Linked DNA regions of Mus musculus: region 2 is linked to region 1. The links are chromatin contacts, called in public Hi-C maps. All regions are on one chromosome and are shown on one strand. Each heading gives the region's core, a stretch centred on a gene start, on an enhancer-like site or on the middle of the called end of the contact. The rest is flanking DNA. Distances are from core to core; before and after follow the strand shown. Region 1 overlaps Bicc1 (BicC family RNA binding protein 1). Region 2 overlaps Bicc1 (BicC family RNA binding protein 1).

The links. Hi-C and Micro-C count contacts between places; a contact is called where the count stands out from the background.
Region 2: a Hi-C map of muscle stem cells shows a contact between it and region 1, with 2.0 times the contacts expected there. The contact joins two enhancer-like sites. A contact is called at or near these places in 3 of 484 Hi-C or Micro-C datasets (adipose-derived mesenchymal stem cells, muscle stem cells and uterus) and 2 of 115 datasets of contacts at active chromatin or transcription factors (extraembryonic endoderm stem cells and fibro-adipogenic progenitors).

What each region holds. Positions count from the first base shown.
Region 1 is chr10:70,965,336-70,968,482 of GRCm38.p6, reverse strand. The region is part of intron 3 of Bicc1 (BicC family RNA binding protein 1); the gene reads left to right. Among named protein-coding and RNA genes, the nearest start is that of Gm24486, 85 kb to the right of the region's middle. Within about 2 kb of position 1,347, at least 24 of the 459 cell types and tissues checked have an H3K27ac peak or open chromatin away from gene starts, as enhancers often do. A contact at or near this core is called in muscle stem cells and uterus, where this site is marked.
Region 2 is chr10:71,117,669-71,120,698 of GRCm38.p6, reverse strand. The region is part of intron 1 of Bicc1 (BicC family RNA binding protein 1); the gene reads left to right. Among named protein-coding and RNA genes, the nearest start is that of Bicc1, 41 kb to the left of the region's middle. Within about 2 kb of position 1,463, at least 67 of the 459 cell types and tissues checked have an H3K27ac peak or open chromatin away from gene starts, as enhancers often do. A contact at or near this core is called in muscle stem cells and uterus, where this site is marked.

The sequences.
Region 1 (3,147 bases), core at 98-2,597:
GTGTCACCTGGGTGTCACAAATGGTTCTTTCTCAGAGTTTGAGCATCATCCTTCCAAAGACTACCTTGATAGGACCTTGATGTTGGGCTCTGTTGGGTTCAGACAGATGGGTACCCACCCAGTGTGGGATCATTATTCCCATGCAAACTAGGGTTTTGAATTTAAATATATCTGATTCTAGACAGCCTTTGCTCTCCTGTTGGCTATTGAGGTGGTAACCTTTCTTTTCTGTTTTAAACCAAGGCAGGCACGGAGGACCACGCCTTACCCTGAACATCATGTTAAGAGGTCACTTATCCTGACTCAGTTTATTGGGGTACCTGTTGGGAAAGAACCTTCCTTCACGGGCTCTAGGCTCTGTACTACTCTGTTCCTATTCTATTCTAAAAATCATCTGTAGTCAGGGCTCATCAGTCAGCTCAGGTTTTCTATCTTTTTGACAAAAGTGAGATGTTGCTACCTCAGCCTATGTAAAGCTTTTATTTTAAAAAAGCAAATGTCCTGCCTGGTTGTTTGTCAGCTTGATACAAGCTGGAGCGATCTGAGAGGAGAGGAACCTCAATTTGAGAAAAGGCCTCTATAAGATCAGCCTATAGGCTAACCTATAGTACATTTTCTTGAAAATGATTGACATGGGAGGAGCCAGCACACTGTGGGCGGTGTCACCCTGGGCTGGGAGGAGCCAGCTCATTGTGGGCGGTACCACCTCTGGGCTGGGAGAATCCGATCAGTGTGGGCAGTGCCACCCCCTAGACTGGTGGTACTATAAGCTTTAAAAATGCAGGCGGAGCAAACCATGAGGAACAAGCCTGTAAGCAGCACCCCTCCCTGGCCTCTGCATCAGCTCCTGCCTCAGGTTCCTGCCCCAACTTCCCTCGGTGATGAACTTAAACCTATACGCTAGAATAAACATCTCCAGTTGCTGTTGGTCCGTGGCGATTTTATCACAGCAATAAAAACCCTAACTAAAGTTCAAGTCTATCTCTGAGGTGTCCAGAGAGAAACTTAATTGTTCCACAGTAAGTATGAGCAGCCGCTGGTCGCCCTCATGTTGAATTCACCTCTGCTGATCCCCAGAGTCATTTGCCAACCTAAAGGAAATGCAATCAAATCTAGACCCGGGGGACGGACGGGGTCGTGTCAGTGATATCTCAGCTGTGACTCTGTTCAAGGAAAGTTTGAAGCCAAATCCCGTCAGCATATGAGACGCAATGCGTTTGTTTTGTGTCTTACAAAGCACGTTATTAGGGAAATACCAGCCGGGCGAGCTCTGTTTTCCATCTACTTTGATACCGAATCACACATTAGTGAATAAGGCAGAAGAGGAGGCCAAGCTGTGGCCTGGGAAGCCAGCTGCTGATCCACACCAGCTGTTGATCCACGCCAAGATCTCTGGGCTGCTCTCCCGCCCTCTGCTGGGGCAGAGGGCGCCGTGCCAGCACATTAGCATTAGGGTTCTTGGAAATGCCTTAGAGGTTAGATAAACTACATACAACAAGACAGCGCAAAACTGCAAAATAAAGATATCGGGTTAGTTTAGGTTAGTTTAAGAACATTATATGGTTCAGAGGTGAAACGCCTGGGTGGCCCCTGCAAGGGACCCTAGGCTTCTGCACCTGTGTGTCAGAGACTCCAAACCATGCATAAGCCCAGCCCCAGGGGAGTGCAGTCCCTCCTCCACGCCAGGCACACACCACATACACATAATTAAAAATAATAAAAATAACTTTTAGTAGGGGTCTTAGAAATACAGTAAAGCAATGTAGATTTGTAAGGAAACTAAGCAGTCTGACCCGGATCACCAAAGCTCCTGACAGCAACTTAATGGAGAGAGACAGAGAGACAGAGAGAGAGAGAGACAGAGACAGAGAGACAGAGACAGAGTCAGAGAGAGCTATGACTATGTGTTCTGAGGTTTGGTTTGTTGTTATGTATTATAAGGCTAGATTCTATATCCCAAGGTTTAATTTCCTCAAGAAGAAGAGATCCTCACACATGGGGCTGGAGAGATGGCTCCGCAGCTAAGAGCACTGACTGCTCTTCCAGAGGTCCTGAGTTCAAATCCCACAACCACATGGTGGCTCACAACCATCTGTAATGGTATCTAATACCCTCTTCTGTTGTGTCTGAAGACAGTGACAGTGCATTCACATGTATATAATAAATAAATCTGAGAGAGAGAGAGAGATCTCCTCACACATATACCAGCTTTTGTTGTGTAAACCTTGCCCCCAAGTTATCTGTGATTGGTTAACAGAAGAGAGGTAGGCAGGCCTTCCTTTCTTGGGCTTGGGGTCTGTCTTAGGGTTTTGCTGCTGTGAACAGACACCATGACCAAGGCAACTCTTATAAGGACAATGTTTTATTGGGGCTGGCTTACAGGTTCAGAGGTTCAGTCCATTATCATCATGGCAGGAGCATGGCAGCATCCAGGGAGGCATGGCGTAGGAGGAGCTGAGTTCTACATCTTCATCTTAAGGCTAGAAGACTGACTTCCAGGCAGCTAGGATGAGGGTCTTAAAGTCCACTCCCACAGTGACACTCCTACTTCAACAAGGCCACACCCACTCCAACAGTGCTACAACTTCTAGTAGTGCCACTCTCTGGGCCAAGCATATACACACCATCAGAGGGTCTAAGGCAGAGACCAGGAGGGGGGAGGAGAAGGAAGAAGGTGCCATGGGGTTGGTGGATCATGAGAGTATGGCCATGAAGCCTGGCCAGTTGGAGTAGGAGCGATCCAGGCAGAACATACCTCAGGGTTATTGACAGGGAAGTAGACAAAATAGCAGAGAGGGCTGATATCTGCCCAGATCTAGTGCTATTAAAATTTATTGTAAAGGTTTTGTGTCTTTTATTTGGGAACTAAATGATCAAATGTAGGGTAGAAACCCTTAAATAATATTTACCTCAATGTGCGTGGGGGGGGGGGGGAGTAGCTGTTCATATCACTGTGGATCAGAAGCAGGTAGAGTTTACAGAAGGGAGTGAAGGGTAATATATTCTAGAGCTCTAAACCCTTGATCTTCTTGTTCCACTTGAAGTTTTCAGACTCCTAGACAGTTCCACCAGCTGTGTAGCAAGCATTAAAACAGCAGCAGCAGCAGCAGTAGCAACAACAACAACAAAAATCAGGAGTCAATAGGG
Region 2 (3,030 bases), core at 214-2,713, 150 kb before region 1:
CAGCGATGGAGGGAAAGGAAGAGGGTTTTCTGACCAGCCAGAGAATCATGGAGGAGAGGCATGTGTGCAGCCGCCTACTTGAGTGCTGAGAACCAAGCCGGGCTGTCCTGGGGAAGAGTCGCTGTGCATGTTAGCTGTTTTGTGTTAGCTGTTTGTCTTGGACTTCGCACTCTCTTTCCTTTGCTCATGCCTCTGTCACCGGCCCCCACCTTCTATCCACGAAGGATTATCAGAAGAGGGGAACTAAGAACCATGAGTAAACCATCCCGTTTGTACAAATAACAGGCAAATGTCAGGCTCTCTGAGAATGGAAAAGGTCTCCCCACAGCCGCAGGCTGCTGGAGCCTTCACCTTGGATTGGAAGTGAAGAGTATTGAGGCTGCCTCGCCCACCCTAGCTCCACTACCTTCTGCATTCTCAGGGCAGACGTTGGCTGGGTGCCAATCAAGATGTTCCACCTCTCCGTTAGTTATACGTAAGAGTACTCGGTTTGGGCTCTGTTGTGTTGTTTGTTTTTGTTTTGTTTAGTTTTGTTTTTCCTTACTCCAAATAGTTCAGCTTAGGAAACCACTGTGAGTGAGCCTAGCAAAACTCCAGCAGACCTGCAGATTGTATGTTCATTAAAAATACATGATGATAAGAGATACAAACTCAGAACCTAGCCTTATGCTTTGCCCCCATCAGATACGTATGTATATGTATTAAACCCTGTCTACTAACGAACACCAACATATTAATACATGCTCATATACATAGCCTTTCCTTTGGCCTCCATCAGAAGTTTTAAAACTGTCTCATAAGCAGTGTGTGTGTGTGTGTGTGTGTGTGTGCGCATGTGTGTGCATTTCAAATTTCAAATTGAGTCACACATGCAGAATACAGTTCATACATCCAGTAACAGTCGCTTACAGATGGCGTGACTCAACATTGTCTGTACAGTTTCCTGGAAGTTCCTCAGTCTAGAATGTCAGTAACTCACTGTGCAGGGTTGTTTTCCTCTTGCTGTAATCCCCCTTCACCACCGGGAACTCGTATCCCAGTCGTAATATTGAAACATTTCAAACGCTCCAAGCTGGAGCGGGGATGGAATGTCAGGAATGTTTGAGGGGGAAATACTTATTTTTATGAGTACTCTTCAAAACTATAGCTTTGGGAATTGTAATATAAGATGCTTGCCCAATGAAGCACAGAGAGCTGTAAACAGGCAAACATGGCCGCCTAGCAGGAAGCAGGGGCGAGGCAGGTATTCCTTAGTTTTTTTTTTTTTTTTACTCAAGAGAGCTACAAGCACGTTTGCCAGTGAATTTGTTTTAAAAACAACACACGTGGTGTCCGGTTCTGATGCCAGGGGTAGGAGAAATTATCTTTGGCTAATGTTATCTTCTGTCTTGCTTCAAAGCAGTGACGTGCACACAAGTTGCATGAGGCCTGCATGTGTTTCTGCGCTTTAGCTGTTTTCTCTTGGGCTTGGCTTCTCCAGGCTGGCCGGCCCTTGTAGTGAACTCTTCAGTGTGATAGGCTGGAGGCCAGGACTGGAGCAGCCACAAGGACTGGAACCTGGTGTTAAGGTGATAGTCAAACAGACAGCCACCGACTCTCAATCCACCACTTTCTTGGAGTGGGCTTTTCCTTCTTATAACTAGCTGTTGCCTGTTTGGTTTGTATGTGTTTACCTTTCCTTTAACTCTCCAGCCACGAGATATTTGAGTCACCAGGGTTTGGAATTGGTGCCTAATTTGTGCAAACATCGTGAGGGAACTTAAAGGTTAGGGAAGTTGTGTGCAAATGGGAAATCTAAACCAGAACCGTGTGTTCCCCAGACCGGAACCCATTTTAACCTGGAGTCACAAAAGCCAAATGCTAATTTAGCATCGACACTGCCTAAGCAGAAACAAATGCATATCGGGCCTGGCTTCGAGGCTCTCACAGACGCCCTGGCCTTAGGTGAGACGTGAAATAGGGGCGTAGGCACCTGTGTTGGCGAACTGCTTCCTGATGCAGTTTCTGTTTGAGGCTTGCAGAAGGGCCTCTGCTTTCCTGGCCCCCTTTTGTTACAGACATGCGTGCTGTATTCCGTTTTCCAGTCTATTCCATGATCCAGAAAAGGACCCCCACCTCACTGCTCTGGGCATGAAATGTTCATTTAAAGGGGAAAGGGATTATTCAAGCAGCTTGGTCATCCTTTAGACTCAAAAGCCTAAGCTGGGGATCCTTTCTAACGACCTTGGGGACATGGCTTTCGTCAGTTCAAAGGCCTCATCCAATACGAGCAGAGCGGCTGGGCAGTCTTTGCAACCAACCTATATTTTCCTATCAGTATTTCATGTATTTATCTATCTTGCTGATTAAGAAAACCTGCATGGTGGGCCTGCAATATGGCGTAGTAGGTAAAAGTGCCTGTAGCCAAGCCTTATGATACGAGTTCGAACCCTGGCAACCCGTGTGGGAGAAAAAGAGAACCTTGCTCCTGTGACCTTCACACACACATGCTGTGGCACTAGTGATATGCACACACATATAAATGCCAAAAAATTTAAATAAATGAAAGAAAAAAATGAAAAGGAAAGAAAAGAAAACATCCAATGTTTTTCTGAGATAAAGAAGAATACAGATTTTTTTATTAACTGTGCATAGCAAACAGGGTGGAGGGCTCTCAATGCTAAGGGAGCCCTCTAGGGCCAGGCTCAGCTGAAGAACATGCCTTTCCTGAGAGAGGTGAAGATTAACCCTAACCATCACGTGTGTCGGTCACAGGAGCCATGCTGAAACACTTGGAGAATAATTACAGGCACCGCAACAGGGAGACAGTTTAAGATGTTTTTGTGTGTGCCACTCGGATCGGGAGACGTATTTGGACACAAAAATGTTGACATATAGGGAACATTTTTGTGGTCGATGGGGGAAAGAATTAGAAACAGATTGGATGTGAAGTTTGTCCCAGAAAACCTAGGGCAAATGGCTGCCAGAGAGCAGTTTGAATCTTGTTTCTTTTTGGAACAGATACGGTCAAGCAGCGAAATACAAGTGTAG